3 separate regions of the Mus musculus genome follow, and regions 2 and 3 are each linked to region 1. The links are chromatin contacts, called in public HiChIP or PLAC-seq and Micro-C maps. All regions are on one chromosome and are shown on one strand. The core of a region is the stretch at or near the end of the contact, and the rest is flanking DNA. Distances in the headings are between cores, read along the strand shown.

Region 1 (4,901 bases), core at 1,303-3,802:
GACAGGAGGATCAGAAGTTCAAAGTCCTTCTGTGCCACGTAGACTTCAAGGCCAGCCTGAGAGAGCGGAGAGAGGAGGAGAGGACAGGGGACATGATCTCTACCTCTAAGAAAGGAATTATGATCAGACTTATGTCAAAACACATGTTTTTCCAGAGAGACTTTTTGGGCATGATATTCTTAAGCAGTCTTCTGAGGGCTGAGTATATGGCTGCATGGTCGTGTTTGCCCAACATAAGGAAGGCCCTAACCAGGGTGGGGGAGATATTTAGAAACTCAAAAGAAGAAAGTAGCAAGACTGTTTTCCTAATGTCAACTAGATGACTGTTCATCCAGAGAATAAAGGAATCAAATCTAAATTTAAAGGGAGAGAAAACATTTGAGGAATGGCTTTACAGACATCAGTCTGCAGCCGAGGGAAATGAGCACGCAATTGTCTACTTTCAACTAAAAAGGGGGTTGGGAGAAACCTATAAAGTGAGATGGGGAAACAGCCAATACTGGGTTTAAACACTCGCAGTAGAGTAGAATCAAAAATTAGGAAGAGCAGTAATCTGGGTAGATGCAAGAGCAGTTTGATGTGTGTAACTCCTTTACAGTTGGGGTGAGAGCTATTCCCTACACAGACATCACATCAGACTGGGGTCTGTCTTCCTACACTTCCTTAAATCTGTTTGTGCGCAAAGGGATGTTCCTAGTAAATATGTAACTCAAGCTTCCTTTAAATTCATTCAACAAATATTTACTGAGTGTTATGCTAATCATCAAAAGAAAGAGCCTAACTCTGGGAGTTGAAGAATAAAAACAACACACGGGGCCCCGCACGCATGGACACAAGCACACACACAGCACTTACACTTTTACTGTCCCTTCTATTCCCTGTTCCTTTTATCCCCTCAACCTGTTATTTTCTCTTTGCATCTACTTCTGAATTAAACCACCAGCACACAAAAGTCTTGCTTTCAAAAATAAATCTATATACATTCCCACAGCTTCCACGTGAACATTGTCTAATTCCTTGAGAGGTTTTCTTCCCCTCTCACCAACAGGAAACATTGCTTTTCCCCAGTCCACTGCAAGTGTAAATAATATCACCATCCTGTCTTTAAAAGGACATGTTTTTCTGAGTGATGGTGTTCCCAGGCCAGCTTTGTGATCCCCACTTGTTACTGGGAAATAATGTACCTGGTTGGTAAACTTATAATAGAGTCCTCAGCTAATACAAGTCTCTCCTAATTTAGCTTTACAGAAAGCGTTCATCCAAAGATAATCCCTGCCTTCTTGGTCCCTCTCTCAAGCCTTGCGCTCTGAGTCCGCAGGACTCTGCTCTGCCTTTAGCTGCCTTGAAAAATCAAAATTATTTTTACATTCTTAACCCACTTCAAGTTCCTTTTTTAAAAAGTCTACTACTTTGGGCTGTTTGACTGAGGTGGTGGGGACGTTAGCTATAGTCCTGTATATCTGAAGAGCACTTCACGTAGGGGAAGTATAAATAACCACAAGACAGCATAAAGAAAAATGGCCAAGCAATGGCTCAGTAGTCAATACAGGTCATTCTTGCAGAAGCCCCCGGTTTGGTACTCATTCTGGTTCACAGACATATATCTGCATTTCCAGTCACAGATGATCTAACGCCAATGATGTGCAAACTCACACACAAAAAACATAAGGCTTTTTTTTTTTTTTTCCTGAGACAGGGTTTCTCTGTGTAGCCCTGGCTGTCCTGGAACTCACTCTGTAGACCAGGCTGGCCTCGAACTCAGAAATCTGCCTGCCTCTGCCTCCCAAGTGCTAGGATTAAAGGCATGTGACACCACTGCCTGGCATAAGGCTTTTTTTTTTTTTTTTTTTAAGAAAAATAAATTCACCAAAGTCGCCTATTTTCCAGGAGTTTGTTTTTTATGGGGATGTTTGTTTGTTTGTTTGTTTGAAAAAGGGTCTTCCTATGTCACTGGCCAGGACCTCAAAGATATGCCTATCTCTGCTAGGATTAAAGGTGTGTGCCATTACGCCGACCTTTGCAGCATTTTCAATAATCATTTTTGCTAAGATTCTGTGCTGTAGGCTGGCAAGATGGCTCAACAGGTAAGAGCACTCACTGACTGTTCTTCTGAAGGTCCTGAGTTCAAAACCCAGCAACCACATGGTGGCTCACAACCATCTGTAGTGGAATCTGATGCCCTCTTCTGGTGTGTCTGAAGAGAGCTACAGTGTACTTATATATCTTTGGGTGGGAGCAAGCAGAGACTGACTGGGCGAGCGGGGTTGACCGGAGCGAGCAGGGGTCCTAAAAAAATTCAATTCCCGACAACCACATGAAGGCTCACAACCATCTGTACAGCTATAGATTATCCATATACATAAATAAATCTTTAAAAAAAAAAAAAAAAAAAAAAAAAAAAAAGATTCTGTGCTGTTCCAGAAAGAAAGCTGCACTGCCATCACTTCGCCTTTCTGGGTCAAAAAAAAAAAAAAAAAAAAAAAAAAAAAAAAAAAAGAGCCAAGCGCTTGCAAATGCGCATGTGCCGATCTCCCGGAAGTTATCTCTGCGCAGCCGGAAGAAGGCAGGGAACCCGGAAGTAAACATTGCCGAGTCGCTTCGTTTCTGGCGGATGGTTTTGAGTGGTCTGCGGCGCGACTGGGTAAGTTGGGGTTCTGAGATTGAGCAGACGAACTGGGGACCTCGGGGAGCGGGTATCCCCTGCAGTGAGTCCTCGCGGTGATGAGCCGTCGTGGAACGGCGGACCCGGGTGGAGACTGTGGCCCAGGACGCAGGCGCCGCCCTCGCGTTCAGCCGGACCGAGGCTGACTCCTCAAGGAAAAGCCCTGGTCACTGTAAGCCGGACATCCTGAGCAGCCCGTACCGAAGCTGAGCCCTCTGTCCCCAAAAGAGTTCCTTTGAGGTTCAGTTTTTTCCGTTAGGTGGAGATGATCTTATTTTGTGAGGGTCAAATTAGAATGTCCGTATTGCATCAGTGAGTGGGAGCTGTTAAAGTTCTAACTCGGAGAGAGCCGGACCCTCTGCAGAGCAGTGGAACCTAATGACAAAACACTTCAGTCCCTCTTAATCTTGAATGTGACAGGCCTGCACTCCAGTGTCTGTGGTTTGTAACAGGGGTTGAAAGACCAACTAAAGTCAGGCTTGGGTTTGCGATCTGTCGTCTCTCACTAATGTCTTGTTATCTGAAGGTGTTAACCCCCCCCCCCCCGCCCCAAACTTGTTTCCTCACCATAAAATAGGGTGGTTGTAAAGATTTGGTGACGGTCTGCATGGTAAATTAAAGAAATGGTAACTGTTAAAATGAAGATGATTAAATCTGTGCTTCTAGTATATACTACCACGGATTTCTAACACTTCTGTTTTTATTTTTAAGTCTATTTTATTTTAATTATGTGTATAAGTAGGTAGGTGGGTTTGCCCTTGTAAGAACGTGTGTAGTCTTCTTGGAATCCCTGTAGCTGGAGTTAGGGACAGTTGTGAGCCACCTGACATAGATGCTGAGAACTGAGTTAGGGTTGTCTACAGGAGCAGTAGGTGAACCGTCTCACCTGCCCCATACACAGACCTCTATGGTGGCATATGCCTATAAAGCCAGAACTCGGGAGATGGAGGCAGACACAATTTCACAGGAAAGTCATGGAGTTTAAGGAATGCTGTGGATAAATACTTAGTGTTCTGGGTGTGGATGTCATGTACACAGTTGGTTGTGTAGATTTGAAGATCAAATGAAAAGTCTAGGGCAGAGAGATAGTATGGAACCCCAGTAGTGGGATACTGTTCCTCCTGAATCTTGGCAACTGGTATTGTTTAGAGTGGTGAGTGAGGCTCTTGCTGCTCTGTAAGGAATCAGCCTCTAAATAAACGTGTGCAAATAGATGAGCCTGCAGAGAAGTCGAGAACAGGAGAGGTGTTCACGGAAAACCAGTAACATGTTATAGAAGCCAAAGAATGAGAATCTCTGACAAAAGAAGGCATGGAATGGTCGGGAATGGAAATGAAGTCAGTGACCAGAGCAGAGGAGTGCAAAGCAGAGGTATAAAAATAGGCACACTATGAATATGGGTGATTTTGTGGTGTGTGTTTGTGTGTGTGTGTGAGAGAGAGAGAGAGGCAGAGACAGAGAGAACTAGATATGCTAGGCATCCCTGAATGTAGACAGACCCATCTCTATTTTTTTCTAACAAGGTCTCATGTCTTGAACTCTCTATATATCCAAGGGTGACCTTGGTCTTCTGATCCTATATTCACATCGAGATTGCTGGATATCAAGTATGCACCACCAGGCCTAGTTTTTGTTGCACTGGCAATCAAACTTCTGCTAGGCAAACGCTCTATCAACTGAGGCTTCATCCCCAGCCCTGAACTTTGGTAATTGTTAAGGCATTGGGCCTTCAAGGGGAACAGTGATGTGCTCTGGTTTTTTTAGGTTTTTGGGGTTTTTTTGTTTGTTTGTTTGTTTGTTTTCCTATGGAAGATAAGTTTGAGACATGCAGGAGGGCTAATTTAGGAACATCTGTATGAAAGTCTTTGAATTTTTTTTAAAGATTTATTTATTGTTATTTGTAAGTACACTGTAGCTGTCTTCAGACACACCAAAAGAGGGCATCAGATCTCATTACACATGGTTGTAATGCTGGGATTTGAACTCAGGACCTTTGGAAGAATAGCCAGTGTTCTTAACCACTGAGCCGTCTCTCCAGCTCCTTAAAATTTTATATACATGGCTTTCTCTGCTTACAAATTGGAGTGTTGAGAGAATTGGCGCTAAGAATACGTAAAGACTTTTTTTCATTTTGAGACAAGGTCTCACTATATAGCCATGGCTAGCTGTGGATTCAATATGTAGACCAACCTAGTTCCAGACTAGCCTCCAACTCCAGAATATCCACATCCCTCTGCTC
Region 2 (4,901 bases), core at 1,238-3,737, 230 kb after region 1:
TTGTCTTTTTGATGATGTTCTGTAGCTATCCATACAGTCTCCTTGTAATTTGCTTTTTGCTGGTGGTTAATGATACAAGTATCTTTTGCACTAGTCTTGCCTTGAGATGTATCTTTCACCCCCTCACCTTTCACCTGTTTGTTCCTGGTTGTCCTTGGGGTAGGTTTGGTCAGGCAAGAGGGTGAGTAGAATGGAGACCTCCCTGTAGTTATAGGGAGAAACCACTTTCAGGTCTTCCAGTTATAGAAATTGCTATAAGCCCACTTCTCAGTGCTGTTGTCCACAGGCAGCTTTGTGTAATCTCCACAGCCACTGCATGAAGCATGGTCTCCTGGGCTCAGGAAAGTTAAGTAAACATGTGTAAAGTAAGTCAGCAAGGAATTGACCACATAGCTCAGAGACTCCGAAGTCACTGCCTGCCTGGATGAATGAGCTGCATGGCGTTCCTCATGGCTGGTGAGGAATGTCCCTGCAGCCCATTGAGATAGTGCATTAGGGAGGCTGAGACAGCAGTACCAGGAGTTCAAGGCTAGCCTGGGTTACAGGAGAGGCTGTTTCAGAAGCCAAATGAATGAATGGACAAACCACAACAAAAAGAATGGGTTAGGGCCAGGGCTATAACACATCCAGGAAATAGAGGCAAGGGGATGGCAAGTTCAAGGCCAGCCTGGGCTACATAGAAAGACTGTCAGAAAGGAAAAAACAAAACAAAAACCCTCCAATCCACACGTTGTGGGAACGCTTTACATTGGCTATTTTTCATCCCCAAAAGTGTGTGAGTGTGTGTGTATGTGTGTGTGTGTGTGTGTGTGTGTGTGTGTGTGTGTGTGTGTGTGTGTGTGATCATGTACTGTTGAAGAGTCAGGACTCCCATTTGATCCTGACTCTAAGTCTCAGGTTTGGTTTTGTTTGTTTGTTGTGTGTGTGCAGTGTGTATGTCTCCGAGTGTTCTCTTATGTGTGGACACAGATGCAAATATGCATGTGTATGTGCCTGTGCAGGTCCAAGGTTGGTTTCTGGAGTCTTCATTGATTGCTTTCTACCTTATTCATCAAGGCAGTTCTCTCAGTTGATCCCAGAGCTCACTGATATGGCTACTCTAGCTAGCCAGCTTGCTTGAGGGACCCTGATCTCTGCCTCCTGAGCCCATTAAGTGGCCATTTAAGTGAGTTCTGGAGATCCAAACTCTCCTGGGAAAAAAGGTTGTTTGTTTGTTTGTTTGTTTGTTTGTTTGTTTGTTTTGAAACAGGGTTTCTCTGTGTAGCCCTGGCTGTCCTGGAACTCACTCTGTAGACCAGGCTGGCCTTGAATGCAGAGATCCACCTGCCTCTGCCTTCCACGTTCTGAGATTCAAGGAGTGTGTCACAACCACGTGGCAGCACTATGCTCTTAGTTTCTCTAGCCCACACCCCCCACTTCTTTTGAGACAGGCTCTTGTGTATCCGAAGCAGCCTCCAACTAAGTAGCCAAAGATGACCTTGACTTCCTAGTCCTCCAAAACCTCCCTAATGTTGAGAGTCCAGGCTTGGACTATCATGACCCTGCAGCTTAAACTATCGTGACCTACAGCTAGGTCTCTCCTTCTTAAAGAGCATTATAATTTTTAAAATGAAATGAGCTAATTCACTTGCAAATCTGTGTCAGATGTGGGTCTTTGGCTACAAAAGTTCTAGTTTAGGCCATTAATGAAAGGCTTAGGATCTGATTGCCAAACTTGTGATAATCCCATTAAATATGAACCCAGCTTGGCACAAAAGGCCAAGAGCCAGGCCATCTAAAGGGTCCTGTGTGTCCATGGTGACCAAATGCTGTGAGAACGAGGCCAGGGCTCAGGGCTTCTGCTTCCAACCTGGCTGTACCACAGAGCTGAAAGTCTGTGTCGGTCCTGTTCTCCCTCTAAACGGAGGGGCTGGGACCCAGAGGCGTGTGAATTCCCTCCCAGCTCTGACCTTTGCTCCTCTGCCCAGCAGAGGACCGCCCTACCATCCTAGGCCCACACTGCTTAAAGGTCCCATTGCATTAGCCTCCCGTTTTCCAATGCATCTGGTACTTGCTTCCCCAGTGGGCGGAGAACTCAAGGGTGGTCTTATTATGAATGAATATGAAGAAATAACAGCAGGGTTGCGGCTTCGGAATGAAGTCACTATGGTGACCAAAGCTGAACGAAAGAGTACGGCTCCAACAGGCTTCCAAGGTCTCGCCTCTTTTATTCCAGAACTCTGCTGGGCTCCACATGATAGCCCTGCTGAGTTAACTGCCTCAAGGTCACAGAAGCATCTAAAGCTGCTTTGTCTGTTCCTGGCTTCCTCAGCATCCACGGACTGGGCTGGGCTAGCCCGAGTCTGGAAGGAATATGGATTTTGACACAACAGTACACCAGTTTCTAGAGAAAAAGGGGTTTGCTTCTAAAGATTCCAGGGGCAGCAGCGAGGCCACCTCCAAAGCAGCCCGAAAGAGTCTGCGAAGACTCGGGCCTTGCCTCTGCTGGACCGGAAGTGTGCTTTATGAATCATTTAGAGTCCTTGCGGAGCTATTCTGGGACATGCTTCTCTCTCCACCTAGCAAATTTACCACAGCAGAGAATGTATTGTGAGCCACAGAAGTGCAAGGGCAGGCTGCAGGACCACGCTCCCCCCCCCCACCCCCCAACCCCCCACACACAGCGCCTCACTTCTCATCTCTCTTAGGTACAAATCAGATCAAGGAGATTCTGGGAACCCAGTCATCCTCTGTACTTCTTAAATCAGGCGCCAGGTTTGGGATTCTCCTGCTCTAAGATGACCTTACCGCACTCCCCCACTTTGTTTTTGAGACAGGGTCTTTTGTAGGCAGGGTCAGCCTTGATCCTCCTACTTCTAACTCCCAAGTGCTGGGGTTTAGGGCTTGTACCCCAAGCCTAGCCCAGGCTCCATTTTCTCTACTTATGTTTTCCTCCCTTCCCCACTCTTCCTTTTCCCATCTCCCCCTCCCCCACTTCCGCCCAAGGCCATCAGTACACCACTGAGCCACATCCCAAGCATTCTGTGTATTTCCTGCCTAAGAAATCCATGTTCACTGTAGAAGAATTAGAAATTAGGGTACTGGAACCATATACTTGGACAGAAAGCAAGCCCACAGTGATCTGCCACTTAGAAATCAGTTATTCAGTTTGTTAATGCTACAAATGTTTTCAAAGCGTCCTGTATGTCGGCCAGGCTCTATACTGCCTGCAGCGGTGACCGAGGCAGATTTCACAGAGCTTTCTTCTCTAGCTAAAACTTAGTCTACATTTAAAGTTCCACGGCACTTTTGTAATTTCACTGTACTTAGTGTTTGCCTGTGTAAGGCAGATATTTGAGAGTTGGTTCTCTCTTTCTGCCGTGGGTTCTAGGGATGGTACTCCAGCCCTCAGGCTTTTATAGGAAATATTATTACCCACTAATCCACCCTACTGACCACACAGGAGGCTTTTCTATGTAGAGCTGTTTGCATATAGCTTTTTGTTGTTGTTGTTCGAGCAGGGTTTCTCTGTGTAGCCTTGGATGCCCTAGAACTCCCTCTCTAGACCAGGCTAGCTTTGAACTCAGAGATACAGCTGCCTCTGCCTCCTGAGGGTTGGGATTAAAGGCCTCTGCCACTACTGCCAGGCTTGCATATAGCTTCTTACATTTTTCCCCTTCTCCTTTTTGAGACAGCATCTCATGTATGGCCCCAAACTCACTAGTAGCTGAGGCTGGCCTTAAACTGCTGTCCCTCCTGTCTCCATCCTCTTCCTTAGCTCTAGGGTCACATGCATGTTCCTCCACACCCAGCCTGACAGTTCCACTTGTCTATTTATTTTATATTTGCACCAGAGAATAAACCTAAGGTCGGAGCCCAGTCATCAGTCTCTCTGGCAAGCCAAGATGGATAGTGGAGACACTGGTCCCCCAGAGTACTATCTCTGGGATTGTCATACAAAAAATTGAAACAATTCTCACCTCTGAGAGGATAAGAAATAGTTTTGTTTGTTTGATTGTTTGGCTTTTTTGTTTTTGGTTTTTGGTTTTTTGGTTTTTCGAGATAGTGTTTCTCTGTATAGCCCTGGCTGTCCTGGAACTCACTTTGTAGACCAGGCTGGCCTTGAACTCAGAAATCTGTCTGCCTCTGCCTCCTGAGTGCTGGGATCAAAGGCCTGCGCCACCATGCTTGGCGAAATAGTTTATTCTGAGTGACTATGCCACAGGAACATGGATTTTGGTTGCTGTAGATTCCATGTTCCAACGTGGTAATAGTTTGATGAAATTTTTATAGTACTAGAAGAGACAGTCACACATTGAGGGACGTGCAAATACATTATTGGTGACAGTTTCCCTGGTAGTCCAGTGGTTAGGATGTGGTAATCTCACAAATATGTTGGAAAGATCCAGTGGGTGGGGCCTCTCAGCCATACGTTTCAGATGCTATCTGATGGCAGGCTTAGCTTTTTGGGTGGTAGAAACTAGGTTTAAGTTAATACATTTTAAATGGTTTTTTGTTTGTTTGTTTGTTCTTCCCCTGATAGACACACAAATTTTAGTTCAGATACAGAGGTAAGCAAGTGATCTCTATTCAGGAAGCTAAAGACAGGTCAAGATAAACTGTAATTAGGCTCTGAACTTGCAACACTACAGCCTCTGCAAAATCATTTAAGTTTTCCTTTAAAAATGATTTATTGGGCTGGTGAGATGGCTCAGCAGGTAAGAGCACTGACTGCTCTTCCGAAGGTCCTGAGTTCAAATCCCAGCAACCACATGGTGGCTCAAAACCATCCGTAATGAGATCTGACGCCCTCTTCTGGAGCGTCTGAAGACAGCTACAGTGTACTTACATATAATAAATAAATGAATCTTTTAAAAAATGATTTATTTACTTTTTATGTGAACGAGTGTTTGCCTGCATGC
Region 3 (4,901 bases), core at 1,535-4,034, 200 kb after region 1:
GCAGAAGCCAGAGGCCTCGAACCAGACCAGTGACTCACTGCAATGAACATTTGCAAATGAAATTGTTTGGGCAAAGGGGTATATTGTGTGACACACTGTGACACACAGCAGCTTCCACTCCAAGATTTTATCTTATTTTATTTATTGGGGATGGGGGTTCTTTTGAGGGGGTTGCAAGGGCAGATACTGAGGGATGGGGAGATGAATGGGTTTGGGTTCACGACGTGAAATTCACGAAGAATCGATAAAAAGTTTAAAAAAAAAAAAAGCCGTAGAAACAGCTCAAGCGGTAAAGGTGCTTGTTGTCCAAACTACCAGAGTTTACTCTCCAGGACCCACGTGACAGGAAAGAACTAACTCCTACAAGTTGACCCCTGACCTTTACAAGTTACACTTTACACTTACAAGCATGCTGTGGCACACACGAACCCATCTCCACAATAAATAAACAAATACAACAAATACAACAACAACAACAAAAGTGACTACAGTATAGTCGGCTGTGATGGCAGACATGCAATCCCAGAACCTCAGAGGCAGAGACAGGAGGATTGACGCAAGTGTAAGGCCAGCTTGGTCAATAAAACATTTTGGATCAGCTGGTGCCACATAGTGAAACCCAATTTCAACAAAAGGGATGTGTGTGTATATTTAATATAAATATTACACATAGTAAGATCCTTCTGACAGAACTTAGTTGTCCTGAATTCCCTCCCTGGAAATCTCTTTTTTTACTGGGTTTGGGATCAACTCCATGTTAGACAAAGACCTTTACCACTGGCCTAAACTCAAGAGCCTCTGCTGCCTAAATTCTAGGGTTATGGTCATACACCGTCATACCTGGCTTCGGGAAATTTATCAGACATGGAAGGAGGAGGAGGTTGACACTATTCCCAGACAGCCTAGCTCCTGCTCATCTCGGGGCTACTCCAAGACTCGTTCCATGGAAGACTTGTGTGACGACTCAGCCTTTGTTCCCTACACACCTCCTTGTCTTCTTGCCAGCTCTCCTTCAGAGGCTGAACGCCCCTGCTCCTCTCCGTAGCTTTCCATGCTGTCAGTTACCTGAGTATGGAATTAAATGTAGGATTCCCCTGTTGCTCTGCCTGTGTCTGCTTAACGCTCAGCTCAGCTTAGCCAAGGAACCTAGCAGGGAAGGGTTGTCATTTTCCACTTGCCTACCCCACCACAGTAGCTGCTCAGACACTTGCTTCTAACTTCCCCCTTCTTCTCTTCCCCTGCTTAAAATATTGGCAACTCCTTCCTCCTTCTTCTGCTTGCAACTGTGTAGGCTAAAAAGCAAAACAGACACTAAAGCACAGTCACTTCCTACGGGGCTTAAAATAACATCTTCATCCTGGCCTTCCAGCCGCCCTGTCTGGCTTATCTGGGTTTATCTGTTTTCTTCAGCCCTTGGTCACAGGCCGCTCCTGGCTATTGTTCACTCCCTTCCAGTCTCCAGTCTCCTCCCTTTACCTGAATCTCCCTGGTTCTTCATTCAATTGTCTGCTTATCTCCAGTCTTCCGCCTGGAGGATAAACCACCTAAGACCAGGAACCCCCTCTGACTTGTTCCTGGCTGTGGCCCCCAAACCTCAAACATTGCAGCCCTGCACCCCACCCCCACCCCCCCCACACACACAAACACACGTATGGGCTCTTGGGTGGATGAAAGAATCCATCGATCTTTCACAAGTCGGGCTCTGTTCTAAGCAATTTACCTGTGCCACCTGACAGAATCCTGAGGGGATGAGCTGCTATTTATGCAGGGGTAGACCTGGTCAAGGTCACACAGCTAGGAAGGTTGTACTGAAACCAGCCTGCTCCTCTAAGACTACATGGGCATTACTGTGGGCAGCTGAGCTCTATAGAGAACTCCCACATTGTGTGCATGAATGAATGAGTGAGCCGATTATACACACCTGCACAGAGTAGCCCGCTGGAATAAGCAACCTTTCCCGATCCAAGCATCTCTATGGGATCTTCTGGCAGGGGGTAGGGAGGAGGGTGTGTGTGTCCGCTTTTGACATTTGGAAAGGCACAACACCCACTAAAGCTGATCTGTACACTAAGTACTGGATTCAGAGGGTCTGTGGCTTTCTTTTCTGCCCCGTGCTTCCAGCACCACTAGCTGCCCAGGCCTGGGGATGGGCGATGGGGTGGGGATGGGGGGGCAGCACCCAAGGAACATTGTATCCTGGTAGCTGTAGGCTCTCTTCAGGGTGGCTCTGCTATCTTGTGAGAGTCCTATCTCTCTGGCTAGCTGCCATTCGCCTGGCAGCCCTAATGTCTTATCTCATCCATCATCGGGCTACACTCATCCAAGCTGGATCTCCGAATGAGACATGTGTGCCGAAGATGGAATGGCCTGGAGCCCTGGAGGGAATCGAACCCACTGTAAAGGAGGCCGGAGAGGACCAGAACTGCAGGCCTGATGTCTGAGTGGATCCCTCTCCGCTGAGGAGGGCCCACAGAGAGAGAAGGGGAGGGCAGGGCAAAGGATGGACGGAGGAGAAAAAGGAAAAGCGGCTGGGGCAGAGGAATAGAGGTGTAGGGTGTTGGTTTCCTATTGCAATTGAAATGTAGACTCCTCTGGTGCCCCGCCAGCTTCAGCACACCCCTGCCCCGCCCCCACCCTCACCCTCCACCAAGCTGACAGCCTAGGAAAGCAGGCAGGTTAGGGAGGTGATTTATTGCAGGCTCTGCTCCTTCTAACACCAGGCTCCTTGGCCTGGCTTCCCTCACCCTCACCCCAGCACTTCCGCGTAGGAACCGCCTGGGAAAGTCTGAGCTTCTCCCCGCCTAGCTGCCGCGGTGCCTGGTTTGCTTTCCATCCCAGCCTCTAGGGAGAGGAATTTGTGCTGTCGCCCCTCCCCCACAACCGTTCTGCTGAAAGTCAAGATGTAGGACTCAGGCTCCCCAGAGATTTTCTAGTCCAGCCCTCGGATTTTGTTTTGCTTTTTAATCTAAACAATTAAAAAATAATAATAATTGCCAACCTTAAACTGAAATAGATTGCCCTTAAAAACTGTTTTTCTGCCGGGCGTGGTGCCGCACGCCTTTAATCCCAGCACTTGGGAGGCAGAGGCAGAGGCAGGCGGATTTCTGAGTTCCAGGACAGCCAGGGCTACACAGAGCAACCCTGTCTCAAAACACAACCCCCCCCCATTGTTTTTCTGATGCTGGGTAGTGATGGAGCACACTTTTAACTCCAGTACTGAGGAGGCAGAGGCAGGAGGATCTCTCTGAGTTTGAGGCCAGTCTGGTCTACAGATCGAGTTCCAGGTCAGCCAGGGCTACACAGAGAAACCCTGCCTCCAAACCAAAACCAAACCAAACCAAACCAACAACAACAATAACAGAAGAATGAAAGAAAACAAGTACAGAAAAGAATCAAGTAACTGGATGCCCTGCTATGACCTAGCCTTGAAATCCACATTGTTATTTCCACTTTCGTCGTTGGTCTAAATGACTAACTAGCTGCTCAAATCCAACAGGGACATCAATGCCTGCTCCTGAATTTTTTTTTTTTTTTTCCGAGACAGGGTTTCTCTGTGTAGTCCTGGCTGACCTGGAACTCACTTTGTAGACCAGGCTGGCCTCGAACTCAGAAATCCGCCTGCCTCTGCCTCCCGAGTGCTGGGATTAAAGGCGTGCGCCACCACGCCTGGCTCTCCTGAATTATTTTTAATTAATTAATTATGCATTGTGTGGCTTGGGCACCGCGTTGCCAATGTGGAGGTCAGAGGACAGCTTACAGGAGTGTTCTCACCTTCTCCCATGGGTGCCTAGGGATGGGACTGAGGCTTTCAGGCCTGGTGAGTTGGTAAGTAATACTTTTCTTCACTGAGCTGCCTCTCTCTCTCTCTCTCTCTCTCTCTCTCTCACACACACACACACACACACACACTTTTGGCACCAGGTTTTAAAACTACTCCAGCACGAATATAAACTGAAAAGTCAGGTTTTCCTTCGACCCGATTCCTCCAGGGCCTGATTCCAGTCCCTAGCAGCAAACCCAACCTATGTCCTCTATGGCTTTTTAGATAGAATACATGCCCACCAGTACCACAGAGACACGAGAACTATAGAAGCACAAACCATACTCTGTACTCTGGTTGTTCAACTCCTGTTCCAGCCGCCAGAACCCAAGTACATTGAAGCAATGGATTCCCTTGGATTTGAGGTCCAGCCCTTGCCACAGCTCTCTGCAATGTAACCCAAGAGTCAAGGGTTCTAGTTCAGTAGCATCCAGGGCCTCCTGGATCTCACTCTCTGAATCCAGACACCAAATAGTCTGAAGAGCAAAACTACCCATGAAAACACACAGGCAAACCCAGAGCCAGGTGTGCTGTGGGATGCCTGTAATCCCCAGGCTGAGGAAAGAACTGGGTACAAGCAAGCTCTAGGGAACCCTGGGCTTCATAGAAAGACCCTGTTGACAAGAAGGGAAGGAGGGAGAGAAGAAAGGAAAAAAAGATTTCAAATAAACAACAGAACCACTCAAACACACACCCCAGTGAATTCATAATAAATACTGCTCTCTGGCCTTGCTGCCACGTCTGACAGCCTAAGTTTGATTTCTGCAATTCACAAAATAGAAGAAGAGAACCAACTTTCGCAAATTGTATTTTTACCTACCTACCTACCTACCCCCCCCCCCCCCACACACACACTTTAAAAACTAAATCTTGAGTGTTTTAATGTTAAAGTTTATCTAGGACTGACCAAGTTCTTATCTATCATGTATAAAACCCTGGTTTTTACCTGCAGCACCACAACAAACATCAGACATGCTGGCACCTGCCTATAATCCCAACATTCCAAAGATGGAAGTAGGAGGGTCAGAAATTCAGATTCATCCTCAGATTCGTAACGGGTTTGAAGTTAGACTATGCTTAC

Evidence for each region. Hi-C and Micro-C count contacts between places; a contact is called where the count stands out from the background. HiChIP or PLAC-seq counts read pairs in DNA pulled down with a chosen protein or histone mark.
Region 2: a contact with region 1 is called in an H3K4me3 HiChIP or PLAC-seq map of bone marrow-derived macrophages, with 5 times the contacts expected there. The contact joins the enhancer-like site here to the promoter of Slu7 in region 1. A contact is called at or near these places in 10 of 484 Hi-C or Micro-C datasets (B cells, Th1 cells, double positive thymocytes and 6 more), 4 of 115 datasets of contacts at active chromatin or transcription factors (bone marrow-derived macrophages, embryonic stem cells, epiblast stem cells and 1 more) and 3 of 9 other capture datasets (adipose tissue, liver and pancreatic islet).
Region 3: a Micro-C map of embryonic stem cells shows a contact between it and region 1, with 2.2 times the contacts expected there. The contact joins the enhancer-like site here to the promoter of Slu7 in region 1. A contact is called at or near these places in 1 of 484 Hi-C or Micro-C datasets (embryonic stem cells), 5 of 115 datasets of contacts at active chromatin or transcription factors (bone marrow-derived macrophages, embryonic stem cells, extraembryonic endoderm stem cells and 1 more) and 3 of 9 other capture datasets (adipose tissue, liver and pancreatic islet).

Annotation. Positions count from the first base shown.
Region 1 is chr11:43,431,179-43,436,079 of GRCm38.p6, forward strand. It overlaps Slu7 (SLU7 splicing factor homolog (S. cerevisiae)), which reads left to right and starts at 2,553. Exons shown (of 16, transcript NM_198936.1): 1 at 2,553-2,641.
Region 2 is chr11:43,665,169-43,670,069 of GRCm38.p6, forward strand. No RefSeq gene overlaps it. Among named protein-coding and RNA genes, the nearest start is that of Pwwp2a, 14 kb to the right of the region's middle. Within about 2 kb of position 2,488, at least 36 of the 459 cell types and tissues checked have an H3K27ac peak or open chromatin away from gene starts, as enhancers often do. A contact at or near this core is called in bone marrow-derived macrophages and embryonic stem cells, where this site is marked.
Region 3 is chr11:43,631,492-43,636,392 of GRCm38.p6, forward strand. No RefSeq gene overlaps it. Among named protein-coding and RNA genes, the nearest start is that of Fabp6, 32 kb to the left of the region's middle. Within about 2 kb of position 2,785, at least 117 of the 459 cell types and tissues checked have an H3K27ac peak or open chromatin away from gene starts, as enhancers often do. A contact at or near this core is called in bone marrow-derived macrophages, embryonic stem cells, extraembryonic endoderm stem cells and 1 more, where this site is marked.